2 separate regions of the Pan troglodytes genome follow, and region 2 is linked to region 1. Evidence: chromatin contacts called from public Hi-C data. All regions are on one chromosome and are shown on one strand. The core of a region is the stretch at or near the end of the contact, and the rest is flanking DNA. Distances in the headings are between cores, read along the strand shown.

The links. Hi-C and Micro-C count contacts between places; a contact is called where the count stands out from the background.
Region 2: a contact with region 1 is called in a Hi-C map of stem cell-derived neural progenitor cells, with 2.2 times the contacts expected there. The contact joins the enhancer-like site here to the promoter of DYRK1A in region 1. A contact is called at or near these places in 1 of 7 Hi-C or Micro-C datasets (stem cell-derived neural progenitor cells) and 1 of 1 datasets of contacts at active chromatin or transcription factors (stem cell-derived excitatory neurons).

Annotation. Positions count from the first base shown.
Region 1 is chr22:38,067,484-38,071,066 of NHGRI_mPanTro3-v2.0_pri, reverse strand. It overlaps DYRK1A (dual specificity tyrosine phosphorylation regulated kinase 1A), which reads right to left and starts at 1,880. Exons shown (of 12, transcript XM_009424841.5): 1 at 1,859-1,880.
Region 2 is chr22:38,205,644-38,209,226 of NHGRI_mPanTro3-v2.0_pri, reverse strand. It overlaps DYRK1A (dual specificity tyrosine phosphorylation regulated kinase 1A), which reads right to left. Exons shown (of 12, transcript XM_009424841.5): 10 at 422-728. Among named protein-coding and RNA genes, the nearest start is that of DYRK1A, 140 kb to the right of the region's middle. Within about 2 kb of position 1,851, at least 2 of the 24 cell types and tissues checked have an H3K27ac peak or open chromatin away from gene starts, as enhancers often do. A contact at or near this core is called in stem cell-derived neural progenitor cells, where this site is marked.

The DNA.
Region 1 (3,583 bases), core at 631-3,130:
TGCATTGTCCTTGCGAAGCACCCCGGCGGTTCCCACACTGGTGGGGACCGAGAGGAGGGACGAGGGAGGAGCTGGGGGAAGAGGATGAGGAGGAAGAGGAGGAGGAGGAAGACAACCTCCACCCCTTGGCTCGGGCGGCCAGTGAAGGTCTGGCGCTGTCTACGGCCCCCCAGGCCCCGGCTCCCGGGAGGCCGCGGCCTCCGCTCCCACCCTCCGCAACTTTCCCTCCGCTCGCGCCCGCCGCTCCTCCGGGACCCGGCCTGAGGCTCCCTCCCCCGGCGGCCGGCCCTGGGCCCGCGGCGCCTCCTCCTAAAATGGCAGGTCCCTCCCTCCGCCCGGCCGGCCTCGGCTCGGGCCCGGCTGCGGGCCGCCGGGGGAGCCGAGCGCCAGGCCGGGCGGGGCCGCGGCCGGGCCGGACACTCACCGGGACGATGGCGGGGCGCTCGCGCCGCTTCCTCCGGTGAGTCTCAGCCTCGGGCTCCCGCGCCGCGCTCCCGCTCCCGCCGCGGCCTCCGCAGCCAGCGCCGCCCCGGCAGCCTCTCTCCGCCCCCGGCGCTCCGGCTCCTGGCCGCGCCGCAGCCTGCTCAGTCTCTCCTCGGCTCGCGGTTCCAGCGGCGCCCGGGGCCGGGGAGGCGACAGCCCCCTCCCCGGCAAATACCGCAGTCCCCGGGCCCCGATTCCAGGCGGCGGGGCCGCACGGCCCGGCCCGGCGCAGAGGGCGGCGTCGGCGAAGCCGGGCGCCGAGCGGCGGCTGCTGCCGGCGGCTTCTTCCCGAGGAGGATTTTGTAAATCTCACAAAATGGCGCGCGCTCCGAACCTGCGCAGCGAGAAGCGCCGGGGCCCGGGCGGCGGCGGCGGCTCCTCCGCCAGGAGAGCCCGAACCGCCCGCCCCCGAGTCCCCGCACAGACAGACAGACACTCGCACACACCCGCACACTCGCGCGCACACTCGCCCTCGCACACGCTCCCTCGCACACACACTCGCACTCACACCGGTCCCGCCCGCTCGCCGGCGGCGGCAGCGGCACCAACAGCAGCAGCAGGAACAGCAGCAGCAGAAGCGGCGGCGGCGGCGCCCGCACCCCCCGCTCGGGGTGTCCGCTCCCTGAGGCCGACCTGGGCCGCGATCAGCAGCAGCGACAGCAGCAGTCTCCCCGGATACCCCCGCCGCGGTTGCCGCCGCCACCCCCGCCTCACTCCAATGGGGCTTTTTATTATTATTCGGGCGGGAAGCGAAAGGGTTTAAAAAAAAACCAACCAACAAAATGGCGACGGACCGACCCGGTCGCTATAGCAACTGTCAATCAAAACGCAAAACCCCGGCTGACGTGCTGACGTCCTCCTCCCGCCCCCCGGCACCGAGCCGGCGGGCGGGGCCTGTTGCTCAGGTAACGGCAGATTCCGTTCCCTCCTTTCCGTCTCCCCCTCTGTCCCCAGCCAACCACCCAACCCCCTCAGGTCACGTGAAGGATAAATTCGGAGCTCGGGTCCGCTACGAGTGTCAGAGGAGGGCGCGTGATTCGCCCGGGGGAGGGGAGAGGAGGGGGACGGCTAGGCCGAGGGAGGGTAGGGGCTGGGGAAGGGGGGGCGAGGCGGCGGCCAGGCCTGTGCGCGAGCGCCGGGCCGCCTCGCCCCGCCCCGCGCCCGCGCCGACTGCGGCCCGGGGAGCGCGCGCGGCCTCCCGCGCCGCCGCCCCCGCAGCCCTAGCGCCCCGCGCTTCCGCGTCGGCGACCGCAGCCCCGCCCGCGCCGGGGGGAGGGGCGGGCTGCCCCGGGCGGGGGAGGGGGAGGGGCGCCGCGGCCTTCGGGCGGGGACCCGGGAAGCCCACCCCGCGCGCCCGGGCCTGGAGGGCTCTCACCGCGGTCCGGGCGCAGCGCTCGCCTCTCTCCCCGGGAAGCGCGCCGGCCGCGACCGTCCGCGCGTGGAGCCGGTTCTTCGAAGGGCTGGCGGGCCTCCTAGCCGGAAAATGCCGGCGGAGGCCGTGGTGGGGGCGGGGAGGAGCCACCGCCGCGCCCCAGACATCGCAGGAATTCCGGACGCTGCGCCGGGCCCGGCGGCCCTGAGGCTGGCACCCGGCTCCGGTCGGGCCGCCCAGGTTTTGTGGCGCCCGAGACCAGCGTTGGGAAATTAGGCTGGAGCCATCATGAAAACTTTTTCAGGCTGTGCACGCTCGCCCGTGCCTGCCCATCTGCTTCCAACCCCTCCCCACCTTTCTGGGCGCAGCCTGCCTGCTCCATCGGAATGCCCCTTAGATGAATCCCCTTGTGCTGTTACTGTGTCCTTGTCGTCCAGCTCTCTGGTTTTCTTTTCTGTACACCTTCTCGGTTTCCAGAGTCTTAATTCGCCTGCTTGTCCTTAACCATCAAAACTCTTTATTAATATCCTGGCTTTCGCTGATTTTTATTCTTACCCCTTCTCCCCAGCTGTGTATTGCTGGGTGAAAACCCAAGTATGCTGTGCTGGCTGCGTTGTAATCGGTAGAGAGCCACCAGCTAAAAATTGTATTTTGTACCAACTCTAATGGCATTTAATAAATGTATACCTAAAAAGAGTGTGTGTGTATATATATACTATTTTACAGCAGAGTCACTAATTGATTTCTAAGCTTGATTTTGCCACCTTGTGATAGTGTTCATAACCAATTTTTTTCATAAACTTCACAAATGTGACAACAGATAAAATCTTATAAACAATATTAGATGTAAAAAACTCGCAGTAAATGCCGCTGTCTATGCTACATGACTCAAATACACCTGCTTTAAATGATTTCCAGCAAAAATGTCCTTGCTACAGTTACTAGGACATTGATATACTAAGGTAACCATTCAGATTAGCACAGACTTTGAAAGAAATCCGACTAAACCGAAAATAAATTAGTCAAAAAGTAATTACTAAGGTAACCATTCAGATTAGCACAGACTTGGAAGAAACCTGACTAAACCGAAAATAAATTGGTCAAAAAGTGGTCGGGCAAATAGCTTGCTTTCAGGCTCATCTCCATGATATAAAAAAGTTGCCGTAGCTGGCAAAAGTTCTTTCGGATTATTGTTTCAAAATTGCCCTGCTAGTGTGATTAAGGTCCACGGTCAACTTAATTGTTTTGAAGAAAGAGGAAGTGGCCCAGAGCGCCCCTTATTCAGAGGAGAGGTCCCTACCTGGTTCCTCCCAAGCTCAAGCTTCCACCTATACAACCAACTTCTTCCTCTCTGCTTGTGGGTCTCCTTCCTGCCCCCACCCCATCCCAGCCCATTCACCAAGCTTTCGCTTCTATCAGAGCACGTCAGCATTTGCAACCTTTAATACTAAATTAAATTTGACTCAAATTTTTATTCCTGGTAATGGAAGAAACTTGTATAGTTAATCTTCCAGGTAACCTGAACAGAATATGACAATGCCTCAAGATATGTGTCCTTGTCTTCAGTTCAAATCAACCTAGAAGATATCGTAGTGGGGCAGAATCTTGAGATTATAAACATGCGGGTATAGAAGGCATTGCTGGTCTTCGTATCTAGAAGGCTGCACCCCTTTTCTCCCCAGTGTGACAGCCTTAGACAACATTGGTCAATGAATGTCATAGCCAGGT
Region 2 (3,583 bases), core at 602-3,101, 140 kb before region 1:
AGTACTCACACACACACATACAAAATCTCTAATATTAACTTGAAAGTATATCACAAAGTCTTCATATTCTCTGACTAAAACCAGGTTCTCTCTCGTCCACCACTGAACTAAAATACAATGAAGTCTGGTTAAGGCAGGGGAAAACTCAAGCAATGTGGACAAAAATTCCATTTAAGAAGTAATTTAAAATGCTGGTTAGTAAATAGATTTCCAACTGCCAAGCAGATTTTATTACATGTGTAACTAAATATTGGAGCTTTGGGGGAGATGAATTTACTACTAACTACAAAGAACAGATTTAAGTAAAGTAACTGCTCCCCACTCTGTTAACAAATTTAATCAACACTTTAAAATAATCCCACTTTTTCATAAAGAAAACACAAAACATTCCCAAGCCTAATCTAACCGCAGCAGCACAGACCTGAGCTTGACGATGTACTGGAGGTGGTGCCCGAAGACTGAGACTGCTCCATGGCGGGGCTTGTAGATACACTATTACTTGTATTTGTACCTTCATCAGCTGTTTTCTTGAAGAAACTGTGCTGCAGAGCATAATAAGGTTGAATTCGAGTTTTGGGGTCATAATCAAGCATCCTTAAAATGAGGTCTTTGAACTTCAAGTAGTCAGCGACCGTATGACCTGACTCCCCAGCACGTCGCCCACCAGGTCCTCCTGTTTCCACTCCAAGAATGTTATGAAGTTTACGGGTTCCTGGTGGTTTGTACTCCTGTGAGAGAGAAGATGAAAGGCTTTCTCTAAATTTGGTGGAATACGTAAACACTCACATAATTTAATTTCAAATATGTTTAAATATATATGTTGAGGCCTTTATTAAAAAGGACACTTCATAGTTAAATCCTCTGCCTTTTCACACATTACTATCCCAAATGCATGGTGGTTACAGCTCAACATTAATTCTGAGACCAAAAATGGCTACAAAGATCATTTAGCCCAGGGGTCAGTAAACTATGGCCTGATGCAGAGCCTGGTTTTCTACAGCTCCAGCTACAAACGGTTTTTCTGTTTTCAAAGGTTGTAAAAACAAGCAACCAAAAACAAAAAATATGCAGCAGAGGTCCACAAGGCTAAAAGCATTTTCTCTCGTCTTTTACAGAGAGCACGCATGCCCCTGCTCACCCTGGCTGGGAGCCTCTTTCCTACCTAACTGTGCACCCGCAGCACCTGTTACACTTCCTTCAGCAACAGCAGCCCAAGAAAGCTATGGCAATGACACCAAGGATGTTCTACATAAAAAGGCACTGGCCTAACCCTACCTGCTCATGGTAGGAGAAAATTATGTATGCTTCCCTTTAGAAAATCTATGTAATAATAAACTAACGTGTGTTGAGATTTCCTGAAAACTCATTTTTGACAGATAATACTATAACCCTTAAAACCTCTATAAATATTGAATTTATTAAGAATAGCATCACCAGACTTTGACTTCTGTTACAATGCAGAAATGTGTGAGATGATTGTTCCTCCTCTAATAAGTCATAAAATCACTGCCTTTTAAAGACCCATCAGAGAGCTGTATGAGGATCCAAAGTTGGAACAAAAATCTCCTGAATTCTACAAAATGAAAAGCCTCTCCTGGAAGAGACCTGCAGTGGGAGAAGGCGCAAGTATGCCACAGATGAGCGAGAAGACTCCAGCCCAAGTCTGAACCAACTTCTGATGGCCAGGAGTGGACAGACAGAAGGATGGGGCAGTACAGCAGGAGGAAGGCGATCTCCCAGGCACAGAGAGTTAGGAGTGGGGCTGCTGACTGGGCAGTAATGTATAGAGACCACTAGATTTTCCCTGGTTCTAAAGACACAAACACTGCTGAAGGGAATGTCCTGATCCCAGCTCAAAACATATGAAAACAGTGGGGAGTAGAATCTAAGTCAAACAAGCAAAGCCCAGAGTCAGCTAAGCTACAAAAGAGATCAACTCAGCCCCACATGAGGGGCCTGACAGAGTTAAGAGGCCTCTTTCTGAGGGAAAATATGACTCACTTCCATCTTTAACTGTTCTTAAGCAAAGAAAATTTGTCACACATTTAAAAATTACAAACATTTTTTAAAAATGACGTCCACAATCACATGAAAAGAAAAAAACCCAATAGAAGATACACATAAATAAATGGTGCAGATGTTGAAAATAGCAGACTGGAACTTTAAAATAATTATGATAAATTACTTCTGATAAATTATGATAAATAAACAATTTAGTTCAAAAGTGGACAACATATGAATAGATATAGAATTTCAGAAGAGAAAAACTATATTTAAAACAAAATAGAAATGCTAGAACTAAAAAATATAGGCTGGGCTCATGTCTCTACACTCAGGTTGAGGTGGGAAGACTGCTTGAGTCCAGGAGTTCAAGACCAGCCAAGGCAACATAGCCAGACCCCATTCCTACAAAAAATTTTAATAGCTGGGTATGGTGGTTGCACCACTCCTGCAGTCCGAGCTTCTTGGGAGGCTGAGGTAGAAGAACTGCTTGAGCCAAGGAAGTCAAGGCTGTAATCAGCCATGATCACACCACTGCACTCTAGCCTGGGTGACAGAGTGAGAACCTGTCTCAAAAATAACAATAACATCACATGAATCCACTTAATGGATTCAACAGCAGACTGGACTCAGCACAAGGAAAAAAAAGAAATCAGTGAATGAGAAGATAGGAAAAGAAATTATCCAAATTAAAAACACAAACAGAATGAATAAACCAGACAGAGACCTCTGGGATAATATTCAGCACTGTAACATACACATCACTGGAGAACTAGAAGAAAGATGAAAGCAGAACAAATATTTGGCAAGACTGTATCTGAGGATTTTCAAAAACTGATGATAGAGATCAACCCACAGATCCAAGAAACTCAGTGAACTCCCAGGAGAAAAAATACAAAGAAAATCATACCTAGGTAAATAGTCAAACTGCGGAAATCAAACAAAGAGAAAACATTAAAATCAGCCAGAGGGAAGAGGGGGAAAATATTATATGCAGGGGAACAATGCTAAGAATAACCACTGACTTCTCTACAGAAACAGTGTAATCCAGAAAAAAAGTCAATACATCTTTAAGCAATATTGTAACATCTTTTTCTTTCGCTGAAAGAAGTTAATCTATAATTCTATATTCACTGAAAATATCTTCCAAAAAATAAAGGTAAACAAGTATTTTCAGATCAACACCTGCTGAGAGAATTCATCGGGATAACTTATTCATTACAAAATAAAAGTTAAAGGAAGGTCTTGAGGCTGAAGAAATAATACCAGATGGAAGCTAGGAATTGCAAAAAGGAATGAATAACACCAGAAAAGAGCAAATATAAGGATAAATATAAAAGATCTATTATCCTTATTTTATGTCTTTTTAAATTTCTTTTGTGTGTTAAATCTATTTTTTATTTAAACAGCCAACAATGTGTTGTGAGGTTTATAACATGCAAAAGTAATACAACAAGTGAACAAGAGGTAGATAGAATCACATGGTTATCACACTGTTTAACAAGCAATATATTATTATTTGAAGGTAAACTAATGTTAAACGTGCATATTATAAAAGGAACACTAAACATGACACATAGAG